Linked DNA regions of Mus musculus: all the other regions are linked to region 1. Evidence: chromatin contacts called from public promoter capture Hi-C data. All regions are on one chromosome and are shown on one strand. The core of a region is the stretch at or near the end of the contact, and the rest is flanking DNA. Distances in the headings are between cores, read along the strand shown.

Evidence for each region. Promoter capture Hi-C pulls out the DNA fragments that hold promoters and counts their contacts. Capture Hi-C pulls out chosen DNA fragments and counts their contacts.
Region 2: a promoter capture Hi-C map of pre-B cells shows a contact between it and region 1, with 2.1 times the contacts expected there. The contact joins the promoter of L3mbtl2 here to the promoter of Rpl3 in region 1. A contact is called at or near these places in 4 of 39 promoter capture datasets (cranial neural crest, embryonic stem cells, hippocampal neurons and 1 more) and 1 of 115 datasets of contacts at active chromatin or transcription factors (pancreatic cancer cells).
Region 3: a promoter capture Hi-C map of liver shows a contact between it and region 1, with 2.4 times the contacts expected there. The contact joins the promoter of Kctd17 here to the promoter of Rpl3 in region 1.
Region 4: a contact with region 1 is called in a promoter capture Hi-C map of liver, with 4 times the contacts expected there. The contact joins the promoter of Elfn2 here to the promoter of Rpl3 in region 1. A contact is called at or near these places in 2 of 39 promoter capture datasets (both in liver).
Region 5: a contact with region 1 is called in a promoter capture Hi-C map of pre-B cells, with 4 times the contacts expected there. The contact joins the promoter of St13 here to the promoter of Rpl3 in region 1. A contact is called at or near these places in 11 of 39 promoter capture datasets (the 3T3-L1 cell line, 3T3-L1-derived adipocytes, the C10 cell line and 6 more) and 3 of 115 datasets of contacts at active chromatin or transcription factors (embryonic stem cells, large pre-B cells and microglia).
Region 6: a promoter capture Hi-C map of pre-B cells shows a contact between it and region 1, with 4 times the contacts expected there. The contact joins the promoter of Rac2 here to the promoter of Rpl3 in region 1. A contact is called at or near these places in 3 of 39 promoter capture datasets (liver and pre-B cells).
Region 7: a contact with region 1 is called in a promoter capture Hi-C map of adipose tissue. The contact joins the promoter of Tob2 here to the promoter of Rpl3 in region 1. A contact is called at or near these places in 5 of 39 promoter capture datasets (the C10 cell line, cranial neural crest, hippocampal neurons and 2 more), 1 of 115 datasets of contacts at active chromatin or transcription factors (pancreatic cancer cells) and 1 of 9 other capture datasets (adipose tissue).

The regions. Positions count from the first base shown.
Region 1 is chr15:80,082,060-80,084,759 of GRCm38.p6, forward strand. Rpl3 (ribosomal protein L3) reads right to left here and starts at 1,347. Exons shown (of 10, transcript NM_013762.2): 1 at 1,265-1,347; 2 at 331-523. The coding sequence starts at 1,267. It overlaps Snord43 (small nucleolar RNA, C/D box 43), which reads right to left and starts at 847; the gene lies at 800-847.
Region 2 is chr15:81,662,566-81,665,265 of GRCm38.p6, forward strand. It overlaps L3mbtl2 (L3MBTL2 polycomb repressive complex 1 subunit), which reads left to right and starts at 1,324. Exons shown (of 17, transcript NM_145993.5): 1 at 1,324-1,459. The coding sequence starts at 1,436.
Region 3 is chr15:78,427,127-78,429,826 of GRCm38.p6, forward strand. Kctd17 (potassium channel tetramerisation domain containing 17) reads left to right here and starts at 1,438. Exons shown (of 8, transcript NM_001289671.1): 1 at 1,438-1,741. The coding sequence starts at 1,532.
Region 4 is chr15:78,717,418-78,720,117 of GRCm38.p6, forward strand. Elfn2 (leucine rich repeat and fibronectin type III, extracellular 2) reads right to left here and starts at 1,354. Exons shown (of 2, transcript NM_001358692.1): 1 at 987-1,354.
Region 5 is chr15:81,398,442-81,401,141 of GRCm38.p6, forward strand. It overlaps St13 (suppression of tumorigenicity 13), which reads right to left and starts at 1,253. Exons shown (of 12, transcript NM_133726.2): 1 at 1,044-1,253. The coding sequence starts at 1,153. Xpnpep3 (X-prolyl aminopeptidase 3, mitochondrial) reads left to right here and starts at 1,697. Exons shown (of 10, transcript NM_001347075.1): 1 at 1,697-1,846. The coding sequence starts at 1,783.
Region 6 is chr15:78,571,403-78,574,102 of GRCm38.p6, forward strand. Rac2 (Rac family small GTPase 2) reads right to left here and starts at 1,381. Exons shown (of 7, transcript NM_009008.3): 1 at 1,209-1,381. The coding sequence starts at 1,243.
Region 7 is chr15:81,856,914-81,859,613 of GRCm38.p6, forward strand. It overlaps Tob2 (transducer of ERBB2, 2), which reads right to left and starts at 1,413. Exons shown (of 2, transcript NM_020507.3): 1 at 1,023-1,413.

The DNA of each region.
Region 1 (2,700 bases), core at 97-2,596:
AGGAGCTTTATCACTAGTCTGGTTTCATGTCCAGAATACACTTGTTAAATGTGTCTACCTTTTCAGAGTACCTAGGGTTGATAACAGGCACTGGCATGGAAACAACCAACTACCCCAACAGGACTCTGCACAGGAATCTGTGTTAAATTTCGCTAGGCCAAAACACTTCTAGGCTCCCTTAGTGTGGGCACTACCACACTAAGTCAGGCTTTGTTCTAGACTTACCACAAAGCACCCCAGGATGAAGCTATTGTGCTCCTTTGGGAATTTACTGTAACTACAGGCAAAATTACACACAGCCCAAGTTGGACAAGGAAGTACTGTACATACTAGATCCTGGCCTGTCAACTTCCCGGACGATGTGGGTCATGCCAGCCTTGTAACCCAGAAAGGCTGTGAGGTGAACGGGCTTGGAAGCGTCATCCTTAGGGAAGCTCTTCACTTTCCCACGATGCCGGCTGCTGCGCTTGCGAGGCAGGAAGCCCAAGGACCCATGCCTGGGAGCTGAGAATTTCCTGTGAGACTGAGGTAAAGGGAGAGATCACAACATTGCTCTCAGTCTTCCAATCAAGCCCAAAGGAGGGTTCCACATTTAAAGGAATTGTATCAGAGGACAGACTGCAATAAGACTTCAGCTTAATGCTTTTAGTTTCCATGCCTTTCAAACACAAAACAGCTTAGTTATACTAAAACCTCGATGGGTGAACTTTCAAGAGTATCCCATGTGACTAAATGGCAACATGGCGTATCAAGATGGAGTCTAATGCAAGTCGGCCTCAAACACTCCCTCCTAAAGCCAAATCAGAACTTGACATTCAGCACAGAGTTTCTGTCCGCCCGTCAAAAGGTTCATCATTTGTGGCTTCTGAGAACTCTAGAGATGCACCTTCCACTCTTATAACATTCCAAAATGGAGACCCGACCCGATTTGCCAAATTTCTCCACTTAACCAATGCATTCCTAAAGACCTGGGCCATCCCTACCAGACTGACCACTACCCTCGAATTAAGCACAAAACAGCCCATTCCATAAGTCCCTTAGGATTACGCTGATATCAAATGGGTCGCACACAGGCCCAGGCCGGTCCCACACACATCCTCCGTAAGGCCGTTAAGGTCCCTGAATTTCCGGACGGTCGCGGCCCTCACATCGATCCCCTATTACATCCTTTCAGGATTGGCGAGCCAGGGATGGCGCCGATGGGAGGTGAATACAAGCCAGGCCCACAGGAGACCAAGTTAGAAGGCAGCATGGCCATACGTACCATCTCGCCGCCACACGCCGCAGATAGAGAGCGACCAGGAGCCAGTGCAGGCTATATAAAGCCAAGTGATGGCTCCGCCCCCTGAGCGTGCGAACGTGTTGACGCATAGGCGTCGGGTCGAAGGGCGCGCATCGAATGTCATTTTACACACATTTTTCCCGCCCACTAGGATTGACAAATAGGGTCTACGGAGAATGATTGGGTTCAAGCTTAGCGAAACGCCTCGTCGACGCTGAGGTTTAGAATGTAAAGAACTACGGCGTTCTGCAGCAGCCAAATTTCATGATAATGAAGAAAAATGGAGGCATTGTGCTTCCTCTCACTTCTAGAACGGAATCACACAGGGCTAGTCCCACACAGCAACGAAAACAACGGCGTTGAAGCAGGCTTAGTGTGAGACAACTGACTGCGTTGTTCTCGTGAGCTCTTAAGATAGACTGAATGAAACTGCTCTTTTACCTAACCAGTGATTTTGATGTGATCACCAACATTGCTCTCAGTCTTCCAATCAAGCCATGCCTTTAATGCGCCATGATTTCGGGCACATCTCCCTCAAGTCCTGTCTCTGCCAATTCAGTCTCCAGATGTCATGTCCCGTTCATATTTTGTTCTTAATTTCAGATTTACAAATGTGTGAGGTTCCCCCCCCCCCGTGTGTACGAATGTGCGCCACGGGCGTGCGTGACATTTTCAGAAGTCAAACCGGGCTGGAGAGATGGCTCAGCAGTTAAGAACACCAACTGCACTTCCAGAGGTCCTGAGTTAAATTCCCAGTGACCACATGGTGGCTCATAGCCACCTGTACTGGGATTCGATGCCCTCTTCTGATGTGTCTGGAGACAGCGACAGTGTACTCATATACATAAAATAAAAATAAATCTTTAAAAAAAAATAAGGGCTTGAGAGATAGCTCAATGGTTAAGAGCACTGACTGTTCTTCCAGATATTCTGAGTTCAATTCCCAGCAACGATATTGTGGCCTATAACCATCTGTAATGGGATCAGGTGACCTCTATACTCATATATACACTAAATAAATAAATCTAAAAAAAAAAAAAAAAAAAGTCAAAATAGTGTCAGATCCCCCTGGACCGTTGTTAATGCTGTGAACTAGACCTGGGTCCCGTGGGATGACAAGTTTTCTTAACTTCTGAACCATCTCTCCAGATCAAGATTCTTAATGAATTTATTTTTCGAACAGCAACATAGGTTTATTAAAATTTAAAAAATAATTTCTGAAAGTGGAGGAGCGCCACTTAAGAATATCTTAAATAAGCTCTTTTTAATTTTATATTTATGAGTGCTTTCCTCATTTATGCACGTGCACCACATATGTGCAGTACCGGGGAGATTTGAAGAGAGTATGGAACCCTCTGGAACTGGAGTTACAGATGGTTGTTGTGCTGGGAACCAAACCTTGGTCCTCTGCAAGAGCC
Region 2 (2,700 bases), core at 74-2,573, 1.6 Mb after region 1:
TAGGATAAGTAAACTAATCCAGACCTGTCTGAACTTTAGATGCTTGTAAGGCCATACAATTCCTGAGAACCCAGGATGGGAAGGAGTAGTTCTATAGGGGACTCAATCCACATGTATACTCCAGTTGGCAAAAGCGTTGACTTCAGGTGTCTTCTTCAATCTCTTGCTATCCACTGTATCGCTGCTGGCTGGTCAGCAGGCCATGGGAATCCTTCTGTGTCTGCTTACCTAGTGCTGGGATCACAGGCATGCTCTGTCATGCACTGGGGGGCAAAACTCAGCTTTCCATGCTCTGGCTGTACTCACTTACAGGCTGAGTCATCTCTCCTAGATTTAAGGTTATAACATCTATCCGTATAATTTATTTGTGGATATGGGGGTTTTGCTGAATGCATATGTATGGACCATGTTAGTGCTTGGCGTCATCAGAGGCCAGAAGAGAAAGTAGGATCCACTATAACTGGGTTTATAGAATTTTGTGAGTTGTTCTGGGTTCTGGGAATCAAACCTGGTACCTCTGGAAAAGTGGCCAGTAACCACTGAACCATTTCTCCAGTCCAAGGCTTTTTTTTCCCCATTTATTTATTTAGCTTGTGTGTTTGTTTTATGTGCGTGACACAAAGGTCAGGACAACTTTGTGAGTAGCTTTTTGACTTCCAGGTTTATGTTGTGGCTCAGAGATTTGAACTCAGGTAGAAAGGCTCATGGAACAAGATCCTTCACCTACTAAACCATCTCATAAGCCCCAGCGAGCAGACGGACATAGAGTTTAAGAATATTCCTGTTCCTGTCTGAATTGAAAGAGGGATTAGGCATTTCTGCTAGGCATTCCTGTCCAAGAGCACCTTTACTTCCTACCTGGGGAGAGTGTGAATTTTTGTCTGGGGCCCCTGGGGAGAGTGCGAATTTTTGTGTGTGTGGGGGGGGGGCTGGCACGTCCAATCCCTTGTGCTCAGATGGTTTGAAATTTGACTAAGAAAGGACAAAAACAAAAAACAAAAAAACCCGCCGGGCGTGGTGGCGCATGCCTTTAATCCCAGCACTTGGGAGGCAGAGGCAGGCGGATTTCTGAGTTCGAGGCCAGCCTGGTCTACAGAGTGAGTTCTAGGACAGCCAGGACTATACAGAGAAACCCTGTCTCTGAAAAAACAACAACAAAACCCTAGAAGTACCCTTCAGGAGATTTCGCATTACTAAGGCAACGACCCTTTTCGTGCACCCAGGAGAAAACTACAACTCCCCTAATCCTCACGGCTACCCAGCCCCTCCTTAATGGAGGCGGGGCGCGGGCGAGCGCGGAACCGGCTTCCTATTTCCTGCGGCATGATTGGCCCGCAGCTCGGGCGCAGCAGCCAATGAGCACACTCTCGGAGAGCGGCGAGGGCAATATGGCTTCCTGCACCTGGTGACGGTTGAGGGAATTGAATTTGGTATCATGGAGAAACCGCGGGGCACTGAGGTAAGAGGGAAAGGGCTCAGCCCAAGCGGGAAGGGGAGCCCCAAACGCCTCGCTCGGCGGACGCGCCGTTTTAGCGATGTCTTAGTGGTGGACAGTTGCAGGATTGGTAAACTGAGGTACGGAGCTTAGCCTCGGCCAGAGGCCCCCGAGGTTCCTTTTGGTCTGGTGACGAAGGAAGGATGGCAACGCCTCCCTAGCCAGGGGCAGGGAAACTGGGCTCTGAACTTTGTCTTGGTTTCATGGTTCTGAGCTTTAGGATCGTGCGGCCTGTCCCTTCCACGCGGGAAGTGAAGGGAGGAAGATCGGAGTTGATTCCTACTCCACGCTGGGAGCGTTCACGTGCTGGTCTCCCCGTACGCTCACAGCCATCTTCTTTAGGGAGGGATTAAAACAGCCCTCTGGGTCGACACAGCTGCAAAGTGCAAGAGGTTGTCACCAAGTACGTCAGTTTCCAAAACTGCGTTACGCTTTTTCCGTGGTACCGCAGCCGGTGACCCACCGCACCTTGCATTTGAAGTCTCTTGCCGTTTCCTAGCGGTAATAATTGCTAAGCTTTATTGAGCACTGTTGAGTGTTTTACGTTTATCATCCCTTCCCAAAATATTATTAAATAGTGGTGTTGTCTTTATTTGGTGGAAACCGAGGCAGTGCATTTGACTCGCTGTGCATCGTACAGCTAGGAAGCACTAGAGATCGTATTTGAACCTTGGCCCAAAGCGTCATTCTCTTTACCTCTGTCTTGCCCAACAAGCTAGGCACGTTTTTTCCTATTACAAGCTAGGTACGTTTTTATGTAGCATTTCATCGCTACCTCACATTCTGTGAGCCAACAGCTGTCGTGGATGAGAAAATTGTCCCACAGACCTTAAGTGACTTGCCCCAGGATCAGTAGCTGATTTCAATCAGAGCTCAACTCACGGCTGTGGTCCATACCACCATACAATTAGTCATCTGACTCAAAGCCTCCTTGGGATAGCCTGGGTCTCAATTTTCTCAGTCTTTTTTTCTTTTCCCTGTTTTCCTTTAAGGAAGAAAACAGGTTTATTGGATACATTGCAAGGAGCAGTGGTCTAGGCAGCAGCAAGAGGGCCTGGCAGTCTTAAATTTGTTTCTGAGTTGAGATCATTTGGATGTACATATACAGAAGAGGGAAGAAAGAGTTTCAAATGCCTTCTAGCCCAGTAAAAATTTTTTGAGGTGCTTAGGATATTTCCACATTATTGTGTAGATCTCTGATCCCT
Region 3 (2,700 bases), core at 188-2,687, 1.7 Mb before region 1:
CCCGAAGGAGGAAGATCTGACCTCCATCCTTTGCAAGGGGTTTGCCCCTCTCACCTCCCCAGTGATGGGTCAGCTTGACACAGTTTAGAATCACCTGTGAAGAGAGCTAGTGATGAATTGTCTGAATCAGGTGGGCATGACTGTAGGAGATTGTCTTGATTACATTAATTGATGTGGGAAGACACAGCCCACTGTGGGAGACACCATTCCCTAGGCTTCAGCCCAGGACGGTGTAAGAGTGGAGACAGTGAGCTGAGTACAAGCATACATTTGTTCTCTCTCTGCTCTTGATTGTGGATGTGGCTAGCTGCCTCGAGGTCCTGGAACCTAGACTTCCCTATAGCAAAGAGCTCATATGGAATTATGAGCCAAATAAACCATTTTCTTCCTACGTTAGCTTTTGGCAGGATGTTAATATTACATCAACAGAAAGTGAAACTAGGCCATCCCTAAGTCAGGTCTTTTTGTACCTGCTGTGTTGTCCTAAAAGGAACAACTGTCCTCAGGAACTCACTGAACAGTGGGGTGAGAACAGCAGTGACCATGTCCCCCAAACAGGATCCTCCCCCTCCCCTGTTTCCTCTCCATTCTGCTAGCCCAGCAATCACCTTGAATGCCAATGCTAGAGTGACCATTTCCAAACCCTAAGCCCATTCCTCCTTTGCTGAGAGCTTTGGAGCCTCCCCAGTCCTGCTGCACACCCCACACTCCCATCAAGGAAAGGCATCTGGGGGGCCTGGGCATCTCAGCATCATGGGGGAGGGGGCTATTCTAAAACTCCCCTTCCCCACTTTGTAGAGCCGATCCATGCCTCATCTCCAAGCTTCAGGTCAAGCACATATGGAAGCCAAGTGGCACCAGAGAAGCCAGTACCTGAACTTCATCTTCTGAACGTTCACTCTTTAAGCAGACTCCGTAGCATTCAGACTAGACCAAGACTGGCATCCAGAGCAACCCGGCAGGGATGCAGGAAGCTTAAAGGAGTCATATGTATGCTCACACAGCTTCTGGCACACAGAAACGTTCAGCCAGCCCTAAGCCCAACTACATATCCTCAAAGAATTTAGGAAGAGGTGGTGACTATACCTCATCCCCGTGGTCTTTGCCACACACGGGACAAAAAAGAAACACTGCTGATGTGGCTCATGCACGCATATGCACACACGCACATGCTCACACACAGGCGCGTGCGCCTATTTTTAAAAGTAGGTTCAGGTAAATATAGGAATTTCTGGAGGAAGAAAGTTCTTCTCAGGTCAGGTATTCCTCAGCTGGGGCCCCCGTACAAAGCAGAACAAATGGGGGGGGATAGCCAATGAGGAAATCACTGTTTTCGCAGGGCCTTCTGCAAACCAAGCAGTCTGGCCACACGGAGAGACCAGATGATAGATCACCAAGAAAGGCAATGTGGGGCGGGACGTGCTGTCCGAGCAACACCAGGACAAGCGCAGAGCATCCCAGCCCTGGCTCCAGACTACAGCTCCCGGCATGCCCTGCACCTGGTACTCGCCCGCGGCGTGCGGAGGGAAGGATGCAGACAACGCGGCCGGCGATGAGGATGGAGGCCGGGGAGGCAGCGCCACCGGTGGGGGCGGGCGGCCGCCCCGGGGGCGGCTGGGGCAAGTGGGTGCGGCTGAACGTGGGGGGCACGGTGTTCCTGACCACCCGCCAGACGCTGTGTCGGGAGCAGAAGTCCTTCCTCAGCCGCCTGTGTCAGGGCGAAGAGCTTCAATCGGACAGGGTGAGCCCTGAGCCCGCTGACAGGGGGGTCCTGGCCCCGCGCTCCCGGGCTGTCCCGCCTGCGCGTCCCTCGGCCTCTGGCTTTCCTAGGATTCTGAGGCGGGGAGCCGAGGCAGGAGGAGGGGGAGGAAGAGGAGCCGAGAGGAATAGCTATACCCATTGCCGTGGCAACGGGACAGCACAGGCCGCAGCCATTTAGAGCTTTGGAGAGCTGCCCCAGATCCGGGACGCTTCCTTACTGTGGAGCGCTGGGGAGGGACCAACAAACCGGGCCTGCCTTACTGCCCTGGCTGACTCTTAAAGGAGTTGATGCGGCTGCTTCTCCCCGCCCTTAGGGTGTGGGCAGCTGAAGGGTACAAGGAACTAGATGGAGGAGGCCTGGGTGTCTTGGAGCTGGGCTTAATGTAGGGAAGAGCACTGGCTTTGGAGCTATCACTTGTGGGCTCACCCTGCTCTCCTGCCAAATTCCCAAATGACCAGGGAGGAATCGGGAGGAGAGGGGAACTTCCCTGCTCTCTGACTTTGGCCTCCTAGTGTGCAAGGCCTCTGGAGTTGGCTTGTCAAAGTCCCCTGTCCCCCATTCTGTGGCCCTCTTACACTGTGCCCTTGGGTGAGTCCCCTGTCCCTTGATGTCTCCGTCTTCTGTGCTGGGTTGTCCAGATCCCAGTCCTCCCTGCAGGCTGCACTTGTCCAATCAGAGTGCAGCTTCTTTGGAAACTTGCAAACATCTAGTGAATAGTGGGGTTGGCTGGGGGTGGGGGTGGGCGCGGTACACAGCCTCCAAGAGGGAAACTTTCCTAAGAGGGAAATTCACTGGGTCCTGTGCTGAGAGAGAGGTAAGGGGCCACTCAGGAATCCGGTCACCCTCTATACTCACATCTAATCCTCTGACTATGGGAGAAAGAAGCAACGCTCCAGAGGCCAGATGATTGGCTCAAGGTCACACAGCCTGGAAAAGGC
Region 4 (2,700 bases), core at 104-2,603, 1.4 Mb before region 1:
TCCTCCACACAATCTCCCCAAGTACGCAGATTCAGAGAGAGAGAGAGAGAGAGAGAGAGGGAGAGAGAGAGAGAGAGAGAGAGAGAGAGAGAGAGACGCACACAGGCACATACAGACACACAGACACATACAAGCTCTCTCCCCTCCAAATATTCCAAGGAAGCCCTGCTGAGCCACAGATTGTGTGTGTGTCTGTGTGGCAATGGGGGTCTATCCTGAGTCAATACACATCCTTTCCACATGCATATACCACCCCACCAGCCAACACACCCACCCTCTACCCCCTCCTAGCCAGTAGCAGTACACACACACACACACACACACACACACACCACTAGGCAATGGTGGGGCTCAGTCAGAGCTGCAGTCTGTCCGTTTATGCTGGTGCTTCTGTCCCACACCAGCCCTGCCGAGGGGAAAAAAATCCAAGTCCTTGCAAGGGTCCCAGCATACCCTAACTCTGGTCCCCCTACTACATTCACAGTGCCCCTGAGAGATAGGGGGCAAGTCGAAAGCCGGTCCCTTCCCCCTGGGCTAGAGATCTAGCCACCCTGTGAAGCCCCCCTTACCAGTGAGATGAATTCCTTGACCCGCCACGACTCAGTGAAAAGCGGGCCGGAGCTCTGGTTCGCCAAAATGGGGGCCAGAGAGGTGCGGCGTGGTACTGGCTAGCAAAACCCTGCTCAAGCTTCTGCATCACCACCGCGAAAATGTTCACCTCGACGCTCGTCCTCCCTGCCCTCCCACCACGCCTCCGCCCAGCCTCTCCCCCACCACCTTGCGCAGGGTGGTCCCTTGGGGGTCTTATGGGGGATCCCCAGACCAAGAAGAACCAAGAAGAGTGGCTCTCCCTGCCTCATCCTCCCCTCCCAGGTCCCTTTCCAAGCCCCACCCCCGCTGGCGGCCAGGGAGCCCTCAGCTCAGCCTGGATTCCCGGGGTCCCCGCCAGCCGCCTGCAGCACTCGGATCCGGAGGAATCCACTCACCTCCAGTCCTGACTGGGATCCGAGCGGGATGCCACCACCTCCCGGCAGCGGCTGCTGCGGGGCCTGCGCCGGAGAGCGAGCGTGAGCGCGGGTGCGAGTGTGCGCGGCGGCCGGCCGTGGCTCTGTGCGTGTCGTGTGTCTGTGGCGTGGCCCGGGCGTGTGTGTCTGTGAGCGTGCGTGTGCGCGCAGACACTGCCACCCCCGCCTCCCGCCGCGTAGGGCTGCTGCCCGCAGAGGGCCCGGGTGCTGGGCGGAGGACCTCAGGGGCTGGCGATCACTGCGTCTGTCGGTCCGTCCGGCTCTGTAGCCAGATCCCTTCACAGGCCTCTCTCCGCTGCAGACCCTCCCGCCCCTCCGCCGTCTGCTTCCACGGCCACAAGCGCGCTCCCAGACACACGCCACGGGGCGGGGGCCGCGCTGGGCTCTGGCGCTACTGCAGCTGCAGCGCCCTGTGAGGTGGCTGCACCGCGGACCGCCAAGCCCCGGGCACCCGCCGAGCGCGCCCCCCGGCCCCGCCCCACCTCGGCCACCTCTCTCCGGGCTATGTCTCAGTTCACCCCACCACCGCCTCCTCCAGCTCATTCAACAGCTGGAGGCAAAGTTGCCCCGGGTGCAGCGCCCTGCTCGAGGACAATCTCATCCCCAACCCCGCTTCCCCCCTTCCCATGCCCGAGCACCCCTTTCCGCCTGCGCCCTGACCCGGTGTTCCGCGTGTAACCACTGGAGAGCACTGCGGTGGAGCTGCTGCGTTCCCATTTTGCAGGCGGGACAGCTGAGGCGGGTGAGCAGAGTGCTTGCCCAAAGTTTATACAGCGAGTCCGAGTCCGTGGAGTCTCCCAATTCTCCCTGCCTCCAAACCAAGGCATTTGGCTACCCCTCGCTGCCTTACCCCATCCCCGGGAGCATATTGGGCTCTGTGGCCACAAAGAGAAACTTCCTAAGGCCTTCCTGGCCACAGCTTAAGCTCCGCTTCAAACACAGACACCACCACCATCACCACCACCACCACCACCTGCAAGGGAGTCTCCCTGCAAGGCAGCGGTAGTTGAGGCTCTGCACCCGAAGCTGGGCACACAAGCAGCTGGTGGGAGTCTGGGCTGATGTCAGGAGTCTCCTCCAGCCGTTGTGACCCGCCAACCCAGACAGTTGAGCTCTGCCGCCGCCAGACTTTGTGCTTCGCAATCACTTTTCCGGGCCGCATTCACCAGAGCCTGTCCTCAGGTGGTGCACAGCGACTCAGCCCGGCTGCTGGAACTCCTAACAGGCCTGGGCTGAGTCTGGACAGATGAATGGGAGCTGATGGGTAGGAGTTGCTCAGCTGAAGGAAGTGGAGAAGGGTATCCCAGACTGCGGGAACGACATGTGCAAAGTCACAGAGGCGGAAAGCATCCTGGTGTACTTAGTACAGAGGGACCCGTGGAGTTGGGTAGCACTAGAGCAGAAAGAAATGCTGTACAAAATCGCCTCGCTCTTGTCATCCGAGGACAGGAAAGTAGCCCAGGATAGGACCAGAAGGGTAGATAAGCGCTGAGACCCAGGCCACCTGTTATGTCACAATTTAGAGAGACTGTGGGGTGTCTCACCTCTAAGCCTCCCGACCTGTACCTTTTTGAGTGGCAGGCGCATTTCTTCCTACCCATCCTTCAGATCTTCTTTGCAGACCCAATGAAACCTTATGCTGCCTCTGTCTACTAACCTAATCCCCTTCCCCGAA
Region 5 (2,700 bases), core at 3-2,502, 1.3 Mb after region 1:
TATGCAAAAAGCTTGGAATAATTATCTTTAAAGAAGTAAAGTGCTTATACAGTCCCTGAGTCCTTCACTCCACACAGTTGCTTTCAGACCTTCATGGCTCAGCCTGCTTGTTTTTTCTAAGTTCTAATTGAAAAATATATAAAACTTTACTTTTCCCCATCTCTTTTTTTTTTATATTAACCAAAGACCCTAAACATGCACTTTCTCTGAAGACCGACCCTCCCCCATTTCTACAAGTGCTGGTGAGCTTCCATTGCTGACCCTAATTCAGAAAGCATGACTTAACATCCTCCCTCCCCTTGGCAGCTGTAGAGATTTAGTTTGTTTGTACTGTTGCGTTTTTCACCCTCAAATTCTAATGGTGCCTAAGCTTTCTTCTAATTCTGTCTTTAAAATCTTTTATCAACGAGACTAAAACAACAAAAAGGAGAAACCAATTCCCCAGTAATACTGTTTCCCAGCAGCTGGCACAACAATCATAGTACGCAGGCGAAATACTCTCCAGTTAGTCCTGCAAGCACACTGGTCTTTGAAGGAAAAAAAAAAATTCCTAAAGTAGCTGAAGTGACAGCGCTACAACTAACGTGGGTATAAATAATTCCCAACAAAATTCCATGCAATTAAAATCGTTGTAAGGCCAAGTACAGATAACTGAAGTTATAGAATAAATAAGTTACCACTATTAATATTTTAAACGACACATGGGTCAATGCGACTTAAACAAGACGCCAGGTTCAAGAAAAACAATCCCTTAGTAAAAGCTTTGTCTTCGTTCGCGCATTATTTCCACTGCTCAAATATTCACAACCCAAACACACCCCCATAAAGACTTAACTGCGGGGGGTGGGGGGGAACCAACTCTAACCTCTGCTTTTCCACCCCTAAGTTGCCCAACGCTCCAGATCCCTCCGAGAACCTCTCGAAGCCACTAAGAGCCACGAAGGGGCCTAGAACCGCTCCCCTCCTCCCTACGCCAGCTCGGGGCCCACTCCCCAACCCCCAACTTTCCGTCCCCAACGGTCCACGGGGCCCAGGGCTCTCACCTCTCCACCCACTCCCTCAGGAAGCGCATTTCCTCGGTGTGCAGGACGCTCGGGTCCTGCCTACACATCTTCACGAAGGCCCGAAGCTCGCTCACTTTGCGGGGATCCATGGTGGGAGGCTGGAAGCTGAAGGCGGTGGGCGGCTGCGGAGGCACGATGCCAGGCCCGGGAGCGGCTCAACGTGACCAAGTGGAAGGGGGCGGCTGCCGCGAGGCAGAACAGACTAGAACCTCCCCGGCCGCTGGCTCCTCCCCCCCAACGGCCTCGTGACCCCGGGCCTTCGCTCGCTCATTCCCACTCCTACCTCTGGACCTGTGCTCCGCCTAGAACCTTCTAGAAGTGTAGCTGCCCGTGACAATGCCTGCTTCGATCGGCGAACAGTCTCACTCGGATTCTTTCCTCTGACCTAATTCCCCGGGATGGATGAAGGACCTTGTGTCTGTGCGCTTTCAAGCGGGACATAGGGAGACATTTGGAATAAGATATTTCTTCTGTGAAGATGGGCATTAAGCAGAACGAGACGCCGCATGGAGGAGGGGGGAAAATAAATAAATGCCCGTGGGGCCGGCGCGCCCAAAACCTAGCCGAGTGACGTCACTGCTCTGCGCCGCCCCGGGAAGAAAGCCCGCGAGCCGCGCCTGCCGGAAGGGGCCGAGCAGTTGACTGGTTTCCTGGCGACGCGGCTGTGCTAGTGGCTTTCCCCAGAGTTTGTACTTTTCCTGACCAGTGGTTACAGGCCATGCCGTCTCTGCTCTCAACCCCCAAGCTGGCTCCCGTTCTAGCAAGGCTCCGCGGCCTCTCAGGTTAGAGTCTTTCCTGCCGGCGTCCCCTTCAGGTTCTTCCTTTGGAGAAAGCCTAAAGCAGCCCAAAGAGCTACAAGTTGATGATCCGTGGTTCTTCACCAATCGGCACCTGATCCCCCCTCACCACCCACGGATTTTTCTTTTGATCGATTGCTCTGGGAAAGAGTGGGCTTTAGGTTCTGTTATTCTGGGAAAGCTGGAGTGACTGAAGAGGAGGGAACTCCAAGGGATTGTCTTCAAAGTTACTCGAATTCTAAATTGGTAGCTTTTATCATCACACTTGACTAAATTGTTTAATGTCAAGTAGCGTGTGTGTGTGTGTTAGGTCAGGGTAAATCTTTCGCCTTTTCATAGGTTTCATCGGAGAGCTAGCTCAAAAGATAGAGCCGGGCTGTGGTGGCGCACGCCTTTAATCCCAGCACTTGGGAGGCAGAGGCAGGCGGATTTCTGAGTTCGAGGCCAGCCTGATCCAAATACAGAGTGAGTTCCAGGACAGCCAGGACTATACAGAGAAACCCTGTCTCGAAAAGAGAGAGAGAGAGAGAGAGAGAGAGAGAAAGAGAGAGAAGAAACACGTCTAGAAACAAATGCTTTGTGCAATTCAGTTTGTAAAGAACTAAGCGAGGGACGTGCCTAAGTCTTACATAAACAGTCAAGGTGATAGAGCACGGAGAATGTGAACCCTCCGTGTACAATATGGTGAGCAATTAACCTAACATAAAATTTTATACTGGAGAGTGAGTCACCTACTTTGTAAGGAGACCTAATGTTGGATTATACTTCAGACGAGGTGTGCAAAATCTGAACCAGAAAATAGGGTATTTGACATTAAAATTGATCTTGATATTTGCATG
Region 6 (2,700 bases), core at 131-2,630, 1.5 Mb before region 1:
CACCTGTAAAACGAACTCTGTGATGGTAAGTAGGGTTGGTGGAAGACAGATCATACAGAGAGCCACAGCCCGGTGACCACATACAAAAGAGAAATGGGATAAATGGAGATGACCACCATTTAAGCTATCTCCCTGCCAAGCTGGGAGGTCACCCAGGTCATTCAGCAGGAAGCTGAGAGGCCAGAGGGACAGCTCCGGGCCTTCCCCAGTACAATTCCGTTAAGTCACTTCCCACTCGAGGAGGTTGCTCTGCTGTCCCTGCCCCCTAAACCTCTGCCCTCAAGCCCCAGCCTGCCACCCAGGTAACTTTGAATGCATAGAATCATTGACTTCCGGCCCTCCGTGTCCGCCCCCTCCTCCCCCAGATCAGACACAAAGCAGAAGTGAGCAGAGCAGCTGCCACAGATAACGGCTGACACCCTAGCGCGGTGGCGGCTGCAGCAGCGACCAAGTCGGACCTAGTCAGCTGAGGAGGTAGATAGCCTATGCCACCAGCAGAGCCAAAGTGTGTGTGACCTTGGGACCTAAGCCAGGAAAGGTCTCCAGGCCTCAGCCCCTCCCCGTTTCGAACTGAAGATGGCTGTCTAGTACATGTGAGGATGGATCTAGCGGGACCCAAGATAGACTTGAGGACTGCACCCTAATGTGTCGGAATATATGGGAGACACATGAAGAAACTCAGGCCTTGGGTTATGAGAGCCTGTGGTCCCAAGATCTGACAATGACTATCAGACTTTAGCAGGGCTGCAGCCAGCCTGCCCTCTGGAGTCCTTAAGAGCAGAGGCTGGACTGAGAGTCAGAAAGCTTGGAGATTGCCAGAAGTCCCCTAGGCCCAGCAAGACAGCAACTAGAGCCTGGGCCAGCCTGGGAAACAAAGGTCCGAAGGGCAAGCTGCTGATTTCCCTCCTCGTACCTGTACCCTGAACTGATGCTGGCCCGGTAGGAGCCCTGTCCCAGCTCTCAGGGTACAGGCAAATAGCAGCACCCCACCCACAGTCCAGGCCCTCCACCCAAGTAGCTTCCGGAGTGGGGTAGGCTGAAGGACAGGGAGCAGTCCAGACCCACCCCAAATGTTCCTTGTAAGCCCTTACAAGGAAAGGAAGCGACTTTCCCCAGAACCTCCTGGGAGCCCTGAATCTGTGGGTGTACCAGGGAGGATCTCAGAGGCATCCTGGTAGGGGTGGGAGACAACTCAGCCAGGTACTTACCCATCACCCACCACCACACACTTGATGGCCTGCATTGCATCTGAGGCCCAGCAGCCAGGGATGACAGTTGGGGGCCAGGAGCGTTGCTGTGGACACCAGTGGTATGGAGTGGCTAGGAGGTACCCGGCAGTGAGGAGCAGCACCCCAGCTCAAGAGGCGGGAGGAAACGGAAGAGGAACTTACCCAAGCTGCTGCCCCACAGCCTTGAGGGGGTGGAGCATGCGGTCTGGAAGAGGACCTGGGGCCCCACAGGTGCTAGGTTGGGCCCAGGCCACCAAGGGCACTTGACTTAGGCTCCAAAGGGAACCCAGGCACCCTAGAGAATTGAAGATTCACTTCCTAAGCCAGGGCAGGGACAAAGTTGCTCTCGAAGAATCTGCATCCTCCAAGAAGTCAGTTGGCCTGACTCCCATGGGCAAACACTTGAGTGCCTACTGTGTATCAGGCATTGTGTTGGGAGCTGGTGACTCTAAAATGCAGGAAGCCAGGTTGTCCTGGAGTTCCTGCTCTGTAGAGAAGGCAAACCACACCACAGGTGCTGTGAGCAAGGCAGGAGACATGGGCCAAGGGAGAGCTACAGAGTGACCTCAGAGTCACCAGCAGGGAAAACTGGTGGCTATGACGTGTGATGTCAAACAAAGTTGGCCCGGGGGGGGGGGGTGCTGCCTAAGCAAGGGCCAGTGTGTAGAGAGAAGGCAAAGGAGGGGGAGGGAAAGAGAGAAGGGAAGAGGTAGAGGAGAGGGGAGAAAAGGAGGAAGGGGAGGAAGGGGGGAAATTGGGAGGGGAGGAAGTGGAGGAAAAGGGGGAGGAGGAGGAAGGAGAGGAGGGAGGATAGGGAAAAGGGAAGGAGTTGGAAGAGAAGGAAGAAGAGGAGTAGTGAGAGGAGGAGGAGGAGGAGGAGGAGTGAGAGGAGGAGGAGGAGGAGGAGGAGGAGGAGGAGGAGGAGGAGGAGGAGGAGGAGGAGGAGGAGGAAGAGTCAGGGACAGATGCAGTAGAGCAAGCTGGTAGAAGTTTGGCAAGTCCAAACCTTCTCACAGCATGGTGCAATCTAAGCTTTCAGGAAGCTGAGACAAAGGGATTGCTGGGAGCTTGAGTCCAGGATTCAGAGTGAGAGTTCCAAGGCAGCCAGAGCCATCGAGCGATACAGCAAGATCCTAGCTGGGAAACCACTCCAAACCGAAAATCCTACCTACAAACTGTCGTAGGCTTCTTGCCGTTTTGATGATATCAACTACACTCGCCTTGTGTTGGGCATTTGTGTTTATAAGTGTTTGGTTGGGTGTTTGTGTTTGCAGGTGTTTTGTTGGGCATTTGTGTTTTTAGTTGTTTATTGGACTTTTGGGTTTCCTATTACACAAGTTACTATTTGTGTATTTGTCCATTTCTCTACTGGAGTATTTTTTCCCCTCATATTTATTTGGAGAAGTTCGGTGTTTGATTTTTCAAGTGTGAATTGCTATAACCGTTTCATAGTTCATTTCCAGTATGTGGA
Region 7 (2,700 bases), core at 163-2,662, 1.8 Mb after region 1:
AAAGGTTCCCAGGCAGGCAAGCAAAATCCGTACATCTGAAACCCGGGCATCATCCAATATTCAGAAAGTCTGAGTCTCCTCCCCATTACAAGGCCTACCCTAGGACCAGACTTACCAGATCCTCAGCAACCCTCCCCGGCAGGGTGTTAAACCTCCCTAATCCTGCCTCCCACACCAGCTGTTTTCCCCAGTGCTTAAGTGAGGCATTGGGGGTAGGCGCTCAGGCAAGCAACAGGATTTTTATTGTTGTTAAGAAATCAAAGAGAAACCAAACCCACTCCCAGGCCAGGGTGGATAGGTTAGGGTGGATGGGGGGGGGGGGGGTAGGTTAGACACCGAACTGGCACCGGAAACCCTGTCTGCTGATCCCAAAGCCTGCTGTGTGAAGTTCTGGTTGCTCCCAGGGGAGGGGATGGCTTTTCCCTTTTCCCTCCTTAGATTTTTGGTCAAGGGCGGAGTACATCCCCCTCAGACAGAAGGGGAAGTTTAGGAATAGAAGAGATCAGACACAATTAATACACTATCCGACAGGCTCTTTGGGTACTTTTTTTTCCGCCTACACAAGTATATAAAGAGCTCAACCTGCAATGAGTTCTTGCTCGGCAACCCAAGGGCACTCTCCACTAACCGGCCCTGTCACCAAGAAGGGGATGTCCAAATTTCCCATCTCACAGGTTCCAAAGGGACAGAAACAGACTGTGTTAATAATCACCACCCCGCACACGTGAAAAGCAGCCGAAAAATAAAGATAGAATCCCCTCCCTTCCCATAATTTATTTAACTCTGGCCAGAGTTTGGTTTCTGGGGGGGGGGGGCAAGGAAAACATAACGAGTGAGGCGTGAATAAATGGGGAAGGAGGTCAAGGAGGAAACGCTCTCCGCTTAGGAGAGGGCCGCACTCGAAACTAGGTACCCCAGGATCAAAGAGAGTGATGGAGAGCGAAACAGGGGCGGATCCGGAGAGGGGCAGCAGGGGAGTGGACCAGTGTGGGCGTCCCCCGCCCGCAAGCCCGCGCACTCACTCGGGTCTCCACGAAGGGTCCGCTCTGCAGGCCGCGGGACGGAGGTCTCTCTCCCAGCTTCCCGGGCACCGCGAGGCTGAGGGCCACGGTGTCCTTTTACGTCGTTTGAGGGTAGAGAGGGACGAGGACCGAGCTCATGTGATTCTTTCCGCTGTTTTTGGAGGTCGAGCTCGGCGGCGACGGCGCGGGGATGGCGGACCCGAGGATGGCACCCGTCACGCGGTGGATGGAGGCCAGCCCTGGATGTACTCGTCTGGCAGGTCCTGTCCTTCTGGCCTCTCGGTTCCCACGACACTCAGTCTCAACGACCTGCACCTTCCCGCGCCTGGGCCCGAAGTGAGCAAAGTCAATGAAAAGTTTCACCCTCAGCAACCCTGCGCATGAATCTGCTTTCCCCACCCCTGCGTGATGCGTCCCTCCGCCCAGCCGGGGCGGGGCCGGGACTACTTTTCCTCCCTTGGCATCTTTAACCCCTCGCAGCCCAGTCGTAGGTTGGGATTCCAGGTTCTGCGGGAAGTGTAATAGCGATCTTCTCACCTTGTCTCCTCTAGACCCCTCCCTGCCACGTCCTCAGCGGGGCTGCTCACCCTCGGAATCCTTCTGAGCGCCTTAGCGCCGGATTTCTTCTCTTAAGACTCCAAAGCAGTCTGAGCTCGCCATGTACGTTTTTTTCTTTTTTTTTTAAACCGGTGTAGACCAACCCCGGGGAGGGTAGGGACAGACCTGGAACACAACAGGCCATTAGGAAGTAGCCTGGGACACAGTGGCTGTTGCTGGCATCACCGGGGCCCTGAGAACTCCAAACCCTAGCCCCAGCTCTCAAAGTTCCCTAAGACCTAGACGGCATGACTCTTCAGTTCTGACGGTCCCCGTGACTTGAACTCCCCGGTTCCGATTTGTTCATTCTGAATTTGGGGAGACAGTGGCACGATGCCACCTCCAGGAAGGTTCTGGATCTGAGTGTAGGCTAACCTGAGTTTACCAGTGTCGCCCTCCTGGTGGGGACGTGGAAGATCGAAGGGAAGGGAAGGGTGCAAGAAGATCGAGGGTTAGAAAAAAGAGCGGAGCACCGGTTAGTCATGCACTCCCAGCCCGGAAAGTTGGGTCCCAAACACCATAATAGGGCTGGCCACGCGCGACCGCCGCCCCTCTGCTGAGGTCCTCGAGCTCTCTGGAGCAGGTTACCCACGCACAGGAGAGCATGAGAGCCGCGCTCCTTCTAGCAATAGTCGCAGAAGAAGCGCCAGCCCTGGCAAGGTGAGCAGGGTGTTCATTAAGCCCGACAGCACCCGGCGGCGGCGAAGCGAGGCGCACCCGGGCCCGGATTTTGGTCACGCTTTTTCTACTCTGTGGCTTTGTGACAGTGCAGGCTCAGCGATGAGGGGGTCTAGGATCTGTGGCGGGTTGAAACCCTAGGAGAACTGGACTATCAGACTAGGCTGGAGGACCGCTGGCCTTGTGTACAGTTCCCCTAGCCCCCGCCTTAGTTCGCCTATTTTCCAATTCAACAACCCCTCCTCTTCTTCTTTTTTTTTTTTCTTGGGGGGGGGGGTTCGAGACAGGGTTTCTCTGTATAGCTCTGACTGTCGTGGAACTCACTTTGTAGACCAGGCTGGCCTCGAACTCAGAAATCAGCCTGCCTCTGTCTCCCGAGTGCTGGGATTAAAGGCGTGCACCA